2 separate regions of the Ovis aries genome follow, and region 2 is linked to region 1. Evidence: chromatin contacts called from public Hi-C data. All regions are on one chromosome and are shown on one strand. The core of a region is the stretch at or near the end of the contact, and the rest is flanking DNA. Distances in the headings are between cores, read along the strand shown.

What was found. A called contact is a pair of places that touch in the nucleus more often than the background predicts.
Region 2: a contact with region 1 is called in a Hi-C map of liver, with 7 times the contacts expected there. The contact joins the promoter of DLX5 here to the enhancer-like site in region 1. A contact is called at or near these places in 7 of 16 Hi-C or Micro-C datasets (blood, liver, muscle and 3 more).

What each region holds. Positions count from the first base shown.
Region 1 is chr4:14,185,567-14,193,078 of ARS-UI_Ramb_v3.0, reverse strand. DYNC1I1 (dynein cytoplasmic 1 intermediate chain 1) reads right to left here. Exons shown (of 17, transcript XM_004007740.5): 15 at 3,790-3,930. Among named protein-coding and RNA genes, the nearest start is that of TRNAS-GGA, 120 kb to the right of the region's middle. Within about 2 kb of position 4,283, at least 4 of the 54 cell types and tissues checked have an H3K27ac peak or open chromatin away from gene starts, as enhancers often do. A contact at or near this core is called in liver, where this site is marked.
Region 2 is chr4:15,161,546-15,169,179 of ARS-UI_Ramb_v3.0, reverse strand. DLX5 (distal-less homeobox 5) reads left to right here and starts at 5,623. Exons shown (of 3, transcript XM_015095203.3): 1 at 5,623-6,155. The coding sequence starts at 5,801.

The DNA.
Region 1 (7,512 bases), core at 3,034-5,533:
TATGGATTGACGGAGAGGAGGGAGACTTCAGGATTTACCAAGATTAAGGATACTATAAAGGGTGAGGATGGGGTGTACGGTGAAAAATAAGTCATATCACTAAGAGTCTTCAGGGGAAAAAAATGTATTGGTCCCTTGAAACCTCATCACGGAAGGGATGCTCAGAAGAAAAAGTTCAAAACCTCACGTTCTCCTGCTTCTTCTCTCTCCACCCTGTTTTCCTTCCTCCCAGCAGTACCAAGGTGCAGGAAGGGCTAACTCTGAAAATGTCCTCAGGACGATATCCTGACAGAGTGGAGCACGCACTTGTAGAAAAGGCCTTACACCTCCTTTAATAAGCACCTGAAATCTGACAACATTGATAATTGCAAATATTAATCATTATTAAAGTGAACTGGAGGTGCTGAGATGGAACCCACAGTATTTGTTGTAAGGACCTTACTATTTGGAAAAAAGAATTTTAGTGGGTCTACCCCTCTTTCATCATGAGTGTGTAAACTCGCATCTGGAAGTTTGGGAGTTTATAACTGATAGAAAGATCAGCTCTCTGAGCTTTCTACAAAAATGTTGAATAGGAAAGGACAACAGCCCATTAAAAAAGGTAAATGTTAAAACAAAAAGGAAAAAAATATATAGTGAAAAGAGGGCCACCAACATCATCTCATGCCACTGTTTCAAGACCTGTGTCTAATACACATGACTTCTTAGGGTGGAAACACAACCTGGCCTGTGCCTCTGCCCTCCCCACCCCACCCCCGGCCCCCCCGGCGTTCTGTTATTAAGGGAATTGAAACCATCTGTTTATATGAGATTATTGACCCAACACCTATCTTTAAAATAGCAATAAAAACTCCATCATATGTAAGAATCTATGTTTAAATTTAATCTTGAAATCAATAAAAATTCTTTTACCTGCTTAAATCACGGTATGTCAATTGATAGCAAAAATGTAAAACAAAAAGTCCCCAGCTCATTTTTTTTTAAATACACAATTTCTACAATAAAGGGACCTGCTGTGCAGTGCTACAGACTGAATTTTTAACCACATTTTTCAAAGGCCAAACCAATATGAATTGCAATAGGCCATAATTCTGTCAATACACTTTGTCATTAGTGTGCTACTCAGAAAACAAATCTGAGAATCAGCTAGATAGTTTTCAGAGTTAAAATTTTTAACTCCATAATTTAGGTAGATCATAAGGCTCCCACTTTTCCTAATGCTGGTTAATATCAGATTTTATCTCTGAACAATCTCAAAAATTGAATAAAAAGTATTTAATCTTAATATAAATATGACAAAAGATCACTCAAAATAAAATGATTTTTGGATACATTTTAAATTATGCCTAAAACATATTAAAGAATTTTATATATTTATTTAGAATTAAGTAATGTAGCAAACTGGAACAATTTCTATTTTAACCATTTAAAAATATCTTCTTTTCATAGATGCTATAAATGGTGGGGGTAAAAAAATAGAAACTGGCAGTCTATAACACATACTAAAAGAATTATGAAATGTATGAAGAAAATGACAAAAATATTTCATTAATTTGACAAGTAATGAGTTTTCAAAAGTCACTGAATCTATAATGAAAATAATGCATAACTGTCTCTTACTCCTGTATTTCAGTTTCTTATTTTCACAGTTTTTAATCATTTTAATTGCAAACACAGAATATATATACATAATTTACCACACTGTGTAGAGATCAGTAACAGTGAAGTAGGTGAATGTAAAAACTGTCTTTGCATAGGAGTACTTGGAATAAGTTGGTTTAAAAAGCACTGTATTTCGAACACCGACTAAGAAGCACTGAAGTTTCAGGCTTTTTGGTTTTTTTTTTTTAAACAAATCTAATTTCTAATCGGACAAATATTTTAAAAATCTTGTTCAACTTGACAGAAGACGAAAGTGATTTGAGGGTTTTAAAAAGTGTTCAGTTTATTACTGGATCTGAATCAGGCTCAATGTATCTACTATTATTGCAAAAGCAGACCTACGTTCACCGCAAAACTAAACGATTTGCATGCCTAGTAATGATTTCTTAAAATGCTTAGCTATAAAGGACTTATGCGGTTGTCTCTTGATACCTAGAGAGAGGGAAGGGAGAAAAAAAAATCACATTTGGCAATGCTGAGATATTATTTCATTTTACCTAAAGAGCAGATAAAAAAAACCCAAAACTAAACAAAAAGAGTTACAGAGGAATTACTAAGGAGTTGGTAGGACACGCCACTGCACCATATTAATAGTTGAGTATCACCTGAACTCACTTCTAGTAAATCTGATTTCTAATTGCGTGTGTGTGTGGCAGGAGGTGGGTTGTTTCCTAAGTCAAACTGAAAACTGTGCTTTTTGGGTTGTTTACAGTGAATGAGTTTATTCTACCAAAAGAAACAATATGATTTTAATCAATGGTGATGAAAGACTTTGGGAAACCATTACATTGTCTAGTAGTAGGCACCTTTCCATGAAAGGCAATAATGTTATAAATGTTTCAAAGTCTGAAATGATGGGCCCTGCACGTACTGCTGCCCTGCATTTCCAAGGACACTTCATTACATAACTCTTGTCCTTGTCATGCAGTTCTGGTAGCCAAAAGGAAAAATCAAAAACAGAGTTAAATGGAAAGATTTGTAAAAGACAACTATTTGGCAGTGGTTTTAGGTGCATATAATCTTGTATGATACAGTGACTCAGTATTAACACCTGAAGGATATTTCTCTGCCCCTCCCCAAAAAATATCAGGGCAGCCCGGTTCTCTTCACATCCCCCAGCTGCAGGCTTCCTAATTAAAAAGGCTGAGCTGTTTCCTGTTCAGAACACTTCAAAAGACCTCTCCCTTGTTCTCCACTTGACACGTAGTTTTCAGCACTTGTTCTTCTTACCTGTCCACTCTTATTGATGGAGAGCTACCCTAAATCACGGACCAGCTGATGACCAGACCATTTTATTGTATTAAACTGAAGGACCTTTAATATTCTTGTTTCTTTTTAAACTCAACCCCCAAACTCTAGTACCTGAAAATCAGCACCTCAATAATTTTGAGAGTGGAAAAAAGGAATAAGCCATGTGACATAATTTTAAAAACATGAATATATACAGCATGATTTTTTAAAGACTATTTCCCTGTGATTAATTGCCTTTTGAAAAAAATTTCACTTGTGAAGTACTCCAAATGTGACATGTTAAAATATTTTTTAAAAATTACTGAATTTAATAAACATGTTCAGAGATAGAAACTATTACAAGAGTGGTGAGTTCAGTCTCTTAGACAAGGATTATTTACCTTCTAAAAATTAAATGAACACTAGATCTAAACATCAACAGTCCAGAGAATCATCTTTTACAGATTTAAAACAGAAATCGTGCAAACAGCAAACACTGGCAAATAGCCCTTTAAAAAAGCCCAATCTCAAGTCAGAGTCCACAAAAGCTTACTTTTCCAAGTGTTTGCCCATAGTTATTTCAACACCACTCTCAAATATGCCCCAGTGTCCTTTCCCGCAGTGAAAGGCGTGAACACGTATGGTTTTGCTCTTTGCAAAGAAGGGTCGTCAATTGTCCAGGATTCTGCCACGGTTTTAGGGATGAAGTGAGATTAAATGATTTGGGGCCAAATGCATCTGCCAATTCCCTGCAGAGCAGCGGAGAATGGGGGGGTCGGCAGCACAGCTGCAATTAGAGGGTCTGTCCAAAAAAAGGCCGTTTCTGAGAGAGGGGGAGACGGAGAGAAGCCGCCGGCGCCCCCCTCCCAGCCCGCCGGGTCCGGCGCCTGCGCTCACCTCGGTGTCATTGTTGAGGTTCCAGAGGTCCAAGCGCCCCATCCCGTCCACGCAGGCAAAGAGCGCGGGGTGCACGGGCGACCACATGACATCGTACACATAGTCGGCATTGTCTTCAAAGGAGTAGAGCGGCTTGTTGTGCTGTAAAGCAGAGAGACCGTGAAGACTTTGTGGCGCTGCCGCTGCCTCGGGCTGTCTAGCGAGCCTAATTAAAAACTTTGCACATTCACAAAGTGTCATAAAACTTCCCGAGATGAAAGTCCTCGGGAAGGTGAACCGCAGCTTTAAAGTTACTAGAACTGTCCACTGGCATAAATAAATACCGGGGGTGGGGGGCGGGGAGGGACTCCTAAGGGGCTGGGGGCTGGGACGGGCGGGGAGGCGGCTTCGGACACAGTCGGGGGAGACATTCCACACAGGTGAACGGGCGGCCCGGGCACTCGGGGTGCTCGTCGGGCTGCGCGATGCGAGCTGCTGGGGGCCGAACCCAGGCGTGCTCGGCTCGCCGGGGTAAGACCCGCGGGGGAAGGCTCTGGAAGCCCGGGCAATCGCGGTGACCCAGAACCCTTAGCACGGAAGGCAACGCCTGCCACCTAGCGGCCGTTTTCCGTGGCTGCAGCTCTGCTTCCAATCCGACTCCGGGGCCAGATTTATACTTTAATGGCTCCTTTGCGCGGGAATGGGGTCACGTAGTTTAAAGGGATCGTTAGCTCGTCGGGCACGCGAAACATCTCGCGGTTCTGAGACTCTGGCCTCTCCATCTAGGATCAGTTCACCCAAATCAAGTGTACTGGTGAGGCTCAATGCACTGTCCCCTCAACCTCCGTGGAAGGCGAATCACATTTTCTAGCTCACCCAATATTTCTAAGAGCCCTGAAAATCGGTGTTTTGGGGGGAAAATGCATTAACACACCCCTACTGCATACAAAAGCTTCCCCTCCAGAGGGATACAATAAATTAAAATGGCACTCCTGATTTCCAGCGAATACTGTCACATCAAAATAGCACAGAAGTCAGAGGCAAGTACACCAGAAATAAAACGTAATTGGACTTCATGAATTATTCATTCCATCTGGCTTGTCTTATTCTAATTTCTGCATAATGGCTTTACTAATCCCTGATCAATTAATGTAAAATGAAATTTAAATGATAATGAAAGCCCTAGAGATAAAAGAAATTAAGTATTCTTATATCCTCTGACAGAAATCTAAACAATGGGAGTTTTTTTCCCCAATGTCTTCATCCAGTCAGCTGTCTGTACCCTCTTCATGGGCACCGTGGAATGCCTGTACAGGCCAGCGTAATAAGACCAAAGAATGATAACACACAATATGAACAAGCAAATCCTTTCTGCAGAAAATGTTCAAAGAACCTATCTGTGGGGAATCAGCACCAAATATCTGAGCAAATTCCCAAGATGTTTTGTGAGAGAAAATAAAAAGCCCAAAATCCATATGCTGAACTCAAAGTGGGAAAAAAATCTGTAAGAAGACAATAAAACTCCCACAGCCTGAACCTAATGCAAAAATTTAAGGTAGTGACTAAGTGATGTCTCCTTCCATGAATTATCTTGCTTTGGCATTGCTGAGACGTGAATATAGTTGTAAGACTATTAAAGCAACAGAAGATTTTAGGTGAGACATTGTGTGTGTAGGGTGGGTAGTGTGTGTGGTCTTATTTTTAATTTAAGAAGTAGCTAGAAAAACATGTAACACTGCTAATCGCAAAAAGAATTAAATGGACATTAGTTTTACAGCTTTGTATTTTACTCCTCTACATTATAACTCTTATGCCAACATATCTATTCTATCCCATATTTGCACTCTAATTTGGACCTAAGATTATTTGCCTATTTGCTATTGATGTGGCTTTTTCCCATCCTCTCTCACTGCTTGGACTAGATGATTCAAACTTCCTTCTCCAGAGAATCTGAATATCCAGTGATGCCTTAAAATAGTATGAAAACATTATCTTTTTAAATTAATATTAAAAAAAAAAAAGCCAGGGTAGATAAAGTAGGTGGTCCTTCATTGATTGCTTCTGAGTATTAAATTCTCTTAGTAGAAGATTATTTGTCCCAAATTCTTGACTTTATAGCTAGCCAGTCACTATTTGTTAGAGAATATGAGTAACATATTTTTCTTAAAATCAAAGAGTAGAAAAGATTTATACATGCTTTAAAAAGCCAGTTCTCAGGACCCTTTATTAATAACCCAGCTGATAGGATAACTGAGCATATAGAGGTGTAGACACAGATGAACACAGACATTCAATAAATATATAACTAATCTACAGTCCTTGCTTTGCTCAATTAGAAAACCATCCAGCTTTAAAACCATCCAGGCATTTTCTAAGAAGCTGATATTATTTGATATGTTAATTCTCTCAAATTACATTGCTAATCTCTAGTGTTTCTTTCCTTTTCTCTTTTGGTGGCTTTTTTTTTTTTTAAAGAAACTTAGTCAAAACTGTAGTATATCTTGGATATTTTACCTTTTAAACATCTGGAAATAACTTTTAGTTTCATCCGACCAAAAACCAATTTTCTCGTATTAAATCGTCTTGTACCGAAATGCTAATATTCCCTTATTACCTCCTACCTCCAAGACTGAATCTTTCATTCTAAAAGTCACTATGCAAGTAATTCTAAATTACAGATTGTGCACATTTGGGGCAAGGGAGAGGATTTATCTTTTCAAAGGATTTGTTTTAACCTTGATAAATTTACAGGATGAAGAAGCCTTGGTCAGGATTGAAGGCATTAGCAAGGTACCAAGGGAACCACCATCCGTGACCCACTAGTTCCCAAGATTAGATCACCAGACACCACAGGCATAGGCTAATGCCACTCTTATAACAGTAAGCACTGCTATTCCAAATATTAAGTGCAGTTTTTTTTCGATAAAGGAGCTTTCATTCTATCTTATTTGGGACTCAAAAGGTAAGCTGAAAACCTCTCTGAAAATTTGTCTCAAACACTTAATATAAAACATTTCCTAATTTACATATATATCATGAAATACTAGCACTTTCATATAATACATCAAAAGCATTAGGGCCTAAAGATTCTGGTTTTGAATTCTGAAACATAGATGCTTGTATACACAAAGTTGTTATAGCTTGCTAGTGCATTAGCACCAGTTTTAAAACACTACAAGTTTTGAAAAGGTGGAAAGTGTAGGGGCAAATTTGACCAGTGATTTTTGAGGAGGAACTTGTAACATCATTTGTATGTATTAAAGCTACAGAAGCTTGATAATCTTAGATATTTACTCTGCAAAATACTAGGCCACTTAGTAAAGTAAATATCATTCCACTGTGTGTACCATAGAAAGTGTTTTTCAAGACAATCAAATTTCACTAGGCAAAAACCCCTTCACTTGTGTATTCTCTTTTTCTGATGCCCTGCTTGGTATTGGTGGCCTGTTAGAAAAAAGAAAAGGAAAAGGAAAACTGCCTTGTAACGCAGCCCACAGTATGTGTGACGCACGCCAATGAAAAAAAGCTGTAATAACCAGACAAGTTTCCAGGGCTGTGCCCCCCAAATGCTAAAATATCCAGACACGGATCAGCATGATTTTAATGCCCTGATTCTCGACGTGGAGAAGTAGGCTACCAGTCACCTCCCAGACAGGCTTGAAGGGCAGGGCAGGGTATATTACTGGGTGTTTGCATGTGCCTGACTCCATATACATATTGCCTAATTTAATTCACATCAAATCT
Region 2 (7,634 bases), core at 4,374-6,873, 970 kb before region 1:
ATGGAATCTCAGCCACTGAGCCACCAAGAAAGTTAAGTCCCTTACCTTAAGTTATTAAATGATCTCTGTGCCCTACCTCAAAGAAAAGTGACGCTCCACTGTAAATAAAATGATCACTCAAATCTACCTCCACAAAATATACGATATATGTAACCAGCTGTGTTTCTGTCTGAGATTCCTGGGATGAAAAGTGCTCTAGATGGATCGTGATCATTAAAGACACAGAAACAGTAAACTGCTCTCAGAGCAATTTTCTTTGGACAGATGAAGAATAGTAACAGATCAAGCACTGCAAATAAAAACTGAAATAAACCTTAACCCAAGAAAAGGACTTTTACAAGACAGGTAGCCCACTGATTCAAAAATAATCCCAAAAAGATTCTAGAATAAAGAAGCCTTGTTTATGCCACGTTTTCATGTACAATGCTAGTATCGTGCTATGCGGGCTTCCCCAGCGGCTCAGCGGCCTGCAGTACAAAAGGTGCACGAGACCCAGGCTCAGTCCCTGGGTTGGGAGGATCCCCTGGAGGAGGGCCTGACAGCCCACTCCAGTATTCTTGCCTGGAGAATGCCATGGACAGTGGAGCCTGGCAGGCTATAGTCCATGGGCTTGCCACATTACGGATACAAGTGAAGCGACTGAATACGCACACACGCACATCATGCTATGGGGGTCCTATATCTACCTGAATTTTGTCCATCCAATTGATGAGTACAATGTCTTAATTAACTAGTTTACATATTTAAAAGATCTTAAGTTATAAATATTTTCAGGTGCAGTAATTTGAGCTTCAAGCCCAAAGGAAAGGATGTTCTACTTTTGGTACACCTACAAGCAAGCAGACTTCTAGAGGGGCCAGAGGGAGAAAACTGAGTTAACCCTCCTATTAAAATCACCTTCTCCTAGGCTTTCCAAGGCCCTCTCCCTGCAAACTCAAGAGTGGCACCATCTTTCCAGGTCATGGAAGTAGTGAATCTCCCTCAGCGTCAAGTACCCCATCCAGTTAGAGAGGAGCCTGCTTTTTCATAACTATCTCCAAAACGAGGCTGCCTCAGCTGTTTCTAGTCATCCCAGAGCATGTTATTGTTGCTGTTTAACCGCTTAGGCGTGTCCAACTAAGACACCACAGACTGTCCTCTGCCAGGCTCCTCTGTCCATAGGATTTCCCAGACCAGAACAGTGGAGAGGATTGCCATTCCCTTCACCAGGGAGTCTTCCCATCCAAGGGATCTTCCACACTGCAGGTGGATTCTTTAGAGCTGCGCCACCAGGAAAGCCATCAGTTCAGTTCAGTCGCTCAGTCATGTCCGAATCTTTGCGACCCCATGAATCGAAGCATGCCAAGCCTCCCTGTCCATCACCAACTCCCGGAGTTCATGTAAACTCACATCCATCAAGTCGGTGATGCCATCCAGCCATCTCATCCTCTGTTGTCCCCTTCTCCTCTTGCCCCCAATCCCTCCCAGCATTAGAGTCTTTTCCAATGAGTCAACTCTTCCCATGAGGTGGCCAAAGTACTGGAGTTTCAGCTTTAGAATCATTTCTTCCAAAGAACACCCAGGACCGATCTCCTTTAGGATGGACTGGTTGGATCTCCTTGCAGTCCAAGGGACTCTCAAGAATCTTCTCCAACACCACAGTTCAAAAGCATCAATTCTTCAGCACTCAGCTTTCTTCACAGTCCAACTCTCACAACCATACATGACCACTGGAAAAACCATAGCCTTGACTAGACGGACCTTTGTTGGCAAAGTAATATCTCTGCTTTTCAACATGCTATCTAGGTTGGTCATAACTTTTCTTCCAAGGAGTAAGCGTCTTTTAATTTCATGGCTGCAATCACCATCTGCAGTGATTTTGGAGCCTCAAAAAAATAAAGTCTGACACTGATTCCACTGTTTCCCCACCTATTTCCCATGAAGTGATGGGACCGGATGCCATGATCTTCATTTTCTGAATGTTGAGCTTTAAGCCAACTTTTTCACTCTCCTCTTTCACTTTCATCAAGAGGCTTTTTAGTTCCTCTTCACTTTCTGCCATAAGGGTGGTGTCATCTGCATATCTGAGGTTATTGATATTTCTCCTGGCAAGCTTGATTCCAGCTTGTGCTTCTTCCAGTCCAGCGTTTCTCATGATGTACTCTGCATAGAAGTTAAATAAGCAGGGTGACAATATACAGCCTTGACGTCCTCCTTTTCCTATTTGGAACCAGTCTGTTGTTCCATGTCCAGTTCTAATTGTTGCTTCCTGACCTGCATATAGGTTTCTCAAGAGGCAGGTCAGGTGGTCTGTATCCCCATCTCTTTCAGAATTTTCCAGTTTCTTGTGATCCACACAGTCAAAGGCTTTGGCACAGTCAATAAAGCAGAAATAGATATATTTTTTGGAATGGTACTCCCCAAAACTGCTGGGTGAAAAAAGTGATCTGGTTGGGGCTGAGGGGAAGAGGAAGAGTTTGAATGTATAAGGAGTAACAGGAAAGGAACGAAGGGCCGTATGAGCGGAGAGAAAAGACCTGCTGAAAGAGACGGAAGGAAAGCCACGTGGTAGCCGATTGGAACCCCAGGAAAAACCACCCTTGTCTAGCCAGGGACGCCGAGTCTGGGAAGCGTTTGCCATTTGCACGCTGTTCCTCGTGGACACTGGGTGGCGCTCGTGGTAAAGACTTGCTCTTCTCTTAGCGTCCGAGTCTCCTCCACCCCCTCCCGCCCTTTGCAAATTTCGGCTACTAGGAGATGAAATTACTCACATTCTTCCTACGTGCCACCGCGGGGAGAGCATTTCTGGAGAAGTTGGAAGCCGCGGGGCTGTTTCTCCACGGCTGGGCCGGTCAGTGGGTTTAGAAAGAGTTGACAGCGTCCAGCCCGCTCGTCTCCAACCTCTGGGCCTTTGTGTCAGAACCACCACAGTACCAGCAAAAGTTGCTACCCTGTCAGCCAGGCTACCCAAAGCCAGTCCGGGAGGGTGGGTCTGAAGCGGCAGCCAGGCTGGGGTGTGGGGGAAGGGGGAGGGGGCGAAGGACAGCGGTGCGCAGAGTCACAAAGACAATACGGGAAATGAAATGGGACCATATCGTGGCCCCTTTTAACTTAGCGCTCCCTCTCCCTCCTGCTTCTTTAAGGAAAAGAAGGCTACTGGGGAGTGGGGTCAACCTAGAAAATAACAGGACAAAGCAAGCAAGTCGATGCTCTGGACTCAGAGACACAACCCAGATTTGGAGGCCCTTAGAGGCCTTTGCAAAAGTGTCTTCCTGTCTGGCATGAAGGCCAACACTTTAGGAATTGAAACAAAGAATTAAAGCCTTCCCTTCCGCCCCACTCCTTTTTGTCTTGTGTAAAAACTGTGGCAGAGAATGTCCTGTATTTTTTTTTTTTTAATCTGAGGTGAAATTTAGCAAGGTTTAGGGTAACTTGATGTTGTAGCATTGTGTTGTCAACTGGATCTTGAACTTCTAAATTTTGCCCAAATTCTGCAGCTTCCAATCCATCCAAGTGGGAATCTGCCTTCTCAGCAAGGTCTAAGGACATTGCTAGGAACACTTGATTTAGCATAACCCTATTGCCCTTATTTCCCTCCACATAATAACTTTTAAATCTGTAATAAATAAAAAGTACCAGGGCAGGGCTGTGGCGGTAGAAGGAAGGGGGATGCTGTGGAAGGGCGCCTGCTCCCTGAGTCCCTTGCCTTTGCCAGGAGGTGCTTTGAACCATTCTTAGCATTGCTTTGGGGAAGCGACTCGTGTAATTAAACGGCAGGATGTGTGTAAGGTGACTCAATGGGCACCGACAACTTCTCCAGAGCACAGGCCAGGACTGCAAGCCTGTTGCTAGTATTCCTCCAAAGCCCTGTGGTCCTCCTCAGCCTAAAGCCAGGGGGTGGACAGCCAGGCTGACATCCACAGCATGGGGCAAGGACGGGTGGCCAGCCTTGCCTCTCTTCACGGGGCATCTGTCTCAGAGAAGTCCAGGGCATGGGACACTGTGGACCTGGTGACACACACCTCGCCTTTCTTGTCCACCCCCCACCAGCTGAAGTTGCCCCCAAAGGGCCCAGCGACCACAGCTGTGGTTTCTCGACGCCCAGATGGCAGAGGCAGGGAGTTGGTGCACACGTGGTTGCTCCTCAGCTTTGGAGTTTCAGAGCCAGGCTGGCACCCGGCTGGCATGTGGCTGGCACCCGGGCACCAAGTTCCACACCTGCCCCCACCACTCGACTCTCCTGCTAGCATGTTTTGAGCCAAAATAGTTCCCCAGTTATACCAGGACAAGACACAATTAATGGAGGTATTTTCTTCTTCAATTGGCAGTGGGGGGCAGAGAGGAAGCACTAATAAGAGGCCATCCACCCTGGAAGTGGTGTGAAGCTCCCAGGCTCCAAATCTCCCGACCCCTGGAGGAGGATGCTGGGAGGGCCCAAATCAGGATCCAGCTCCTGTAGTGAGGGGCCTATTTGAGGAGAGGGGCAGTGGGGAGCGGTAAACTAATATTAAATTTCTAATCTCCCAGCTAGATCACTGCTAGAGCAAGAACGACATGTCATGAAAAGCAAACTCTGCATCCCAAACATCAAGGGTCTGATTCCTGAGCCTTTTCTCTCTTTGCAAGGAACCCAGACCTGGGGAAGGAAAAAGCAGGCCCTTGGTTCTACCTCCGTGGAGCTGGGAGTGGGAAATCCATGAGATTCACCCAACTTCCCTAAAGAGCTTTTATCTCTACTTTCCAGTGTTCCACGGGTTCCCATTAAGTCCCTGAGGACAGGTCATAAGTAGACCGTTCACTTTTGCAGGAGTCTTTGGCCGCTGAACACAGAATTATAGATCCTCTATTCAAATAGCATCCAAATAGACTAGAATATTGGACAAAATGTGGGGCTGCCTGCACCTTTTGGGGACCAGCACTTTAGGAGTCATTAAAGTATTTGTGCTTAAGGCAGTGATTTTTAAAGTCACTGTGGGCACCGGGGGCTGCAGGAACTCTTCCTGCCATTTATTGTGCCTCTTGAGCACCCTTGTCTCACCCTCTCAGAAATAAAACTCATCTCGGGCAAACGAAGTGCTTGCTCCAGATTTGTCTGTCTTTCCCCAAATCGCAAATTTTCAGCACATGTAAATTACAACTTAGCTCCCAGTACCCCACTAAAAATATTGTTCTCATCAGTTTCTTTTTGCCTTTGTCCCACATCTCCACTCTTCAGTGTTCAATTCCACATTCGCCCCTGGTGCAGCTGAGAAGCAAGGAGAGACAGTGGTCGACCTCATCCCAAAACATGTGCACTTTCTGAGGCTGCTCATTGGAACACATTGTCTCCAGACAGTACAGAGCTGGGTGCTGGGGCTTCTGCGTCGTCTCTAGAATTCACTGGAAACAGATTGCCTGAGACACCCCTCCTTCCCCCAACAAGCAACAACTCTGTCTCTCTCTCTCTCTGTCTTCCCCCCACCCCTTCATTTTTTTTCTCCCTCTTTTTTTTTTTTTTAAGCAATGCTTTGTTGTGCTAAAACTAGTTGGACGAGTTAGGGTGTTGCTCCTGCTCAGGAGGCCCTGGCCAATGGAACCCGATCCACCCCGCTGTGCGTAAGCGCGCAATTAAGGATTTAACCAAGGCTGTGCTGCGCTTCAGCCAGCAGTCAGCCTGCCCGAGACAGAGCCTCCGCGACTCCCAGCCTCCTCCTCGCCGCCGCCGCCGCCGCCGCCGCCTCTCCTCCTCCTCCTCTTCCTCCTCCTCCCTCGCTCCTACAGCCATGTCAGCTTAGACCAGAGCAGCCCCACAGCCAATTCGGGCCGCCGCCGCCAGCGAGCGATGACAGGAGTGTTTGACAGAAGGGTCCCCAGCATCCGATCCGGCGACTTCCAAGCCCCGTTCCAGACGGCCGCAGCTATGCACCACCCGTCTCAGGAATCGCCAACTCTGCCCGAGTCGTCGGCTACCGATTCCGACTACTACAGCGCCCCGGGGGGAGCCCCGCACGGCTACTGCTCTCCTACCTCGGCTTCCTACGGCAAGGCGCTCAACCCGTACCAGTACCAGTACCACGGCGTGAACGGCTCCGCCGGCAGCTACCCCGCCAAAGCTTACGCCGACTACAGCTACGCCAGCCCCTACCACCAGTACGGCGGCGCCTACAACCGCGTTCCGAGCGCCACCAGCCAGCCAGGTACCGGGGGTGGGGGTGGGAGTCAGGCTTCGGGGGGAGGGAGACGCGGTAGGGCATGGGGGAGCCCCCGGCGGAAGGGAGTGGGGGCCGAGTTTACGAACGGGAGAGATTCCCGGGCCAGCATTTTAGAGATTCTTAGCAGAGGCAGCCTGAGGGGGTTGTTCGAGCCAGCGTCTCTTCTCTTCGGTCCCTTCAGGCGACCGCTCAGTCGCTGGATTCTCAGCTTGCCCGGTCAGGAAGCCGGCTAAGCTGGAAAAGGGGGTAGGGAGGCTATTTGTTGGATTTGGGAGCGGGGGCGGGGGCGGGAGGGGGGTAGGCGAGCTCGATCGGTGGGAGTCGGGATGCATGGCTGCCTCAAAGACTCCGTGGGGAACAGTCTGGGAGCAGCTGCGAGCCAGCGTGGTATGGGTGCCCTGAGCACACGGGGCAGGGTGGGGGCCCGCGAGCCCTAGCCCGCCAGAGGAAGAGCGCGCCGAGAGCCCTGCGGTTTATCCAAGGCATTTCCAAAAACAAAAAGCCATTTAAAGGTGGAGGAGGTTTGCTGAAGGGTCACGTTATTGGAGCAATATTTTTTTTTCTCCATTGGGTGCCTAAAATTTGTTTCTCCTTCCCATCTCCTTTTTCAAGGCGTCTCCTTTTTCGTCTGCCTTGAAACTTAGTTGGAGAGTTTGAGGGTTAGTGAATTTGGGCGGTAAGAGCGGTATGAGGTCTCCTTGGAGAGGTTTTGCTGGTCAGGTTTGATCTCTTCCCACCAGCACATTAATAATCCTGCTAATATTAGCATCCCCTGCTCTGGCAGAATGGAGACCACAGTCCTCATCCTCCGCCCTTCTCCCAGGAGCTCGGCGCGCGCACACACACACACACACACACACACACACACACACATGCACACGCACACCCCAAGGAGAGGGTCTCCGCCCCTTTCAGAGATGGGCACTTTTGATAAGAAAGTACTTTTGTGAAAGGGGACTTGTGGCCCCAGGGCACGTTTGGAAAACACGCGTTCGGAGAGTCTCCGCTCCCGCCACCCCCCTCCCCGCGCCCCGCCAAGTCTATACTACCAAGTCTGCTAAATTCGTCCTGATCTGCCGCCCCTTTCCTACGAAAACACCCCACCGCAGATTCTTTTTCAAATTGTAACTCTTGATAAACTTTAAAAGATTGCCAGTGTGGTGGGTGGGTGGATGGGGGCGGGGGGAGGAGAAGTGGGGTGTCTTCGTTCTTTCAGTGGCTCTGTGCTTCGTGCATACATGAAAGATTTTTTTTTTTTCCTTTTGGCCAAGAACTTATTAAGTCTATTTGTAAAAGAAACCAGACACATCTGTGCCCTCGCAGATCTGCAGGGAGATTATGGGGGCTGCATAATCGACCCTCTGTCTGCGGCGGCTCGGACCGCTTGCCTCTGAATTGAAGGAGCAGTTTGCTTGTGGGTCTTTGAACTTTGGAGACCTCGGTTAGCGTCTTCCCTGCCCAAGC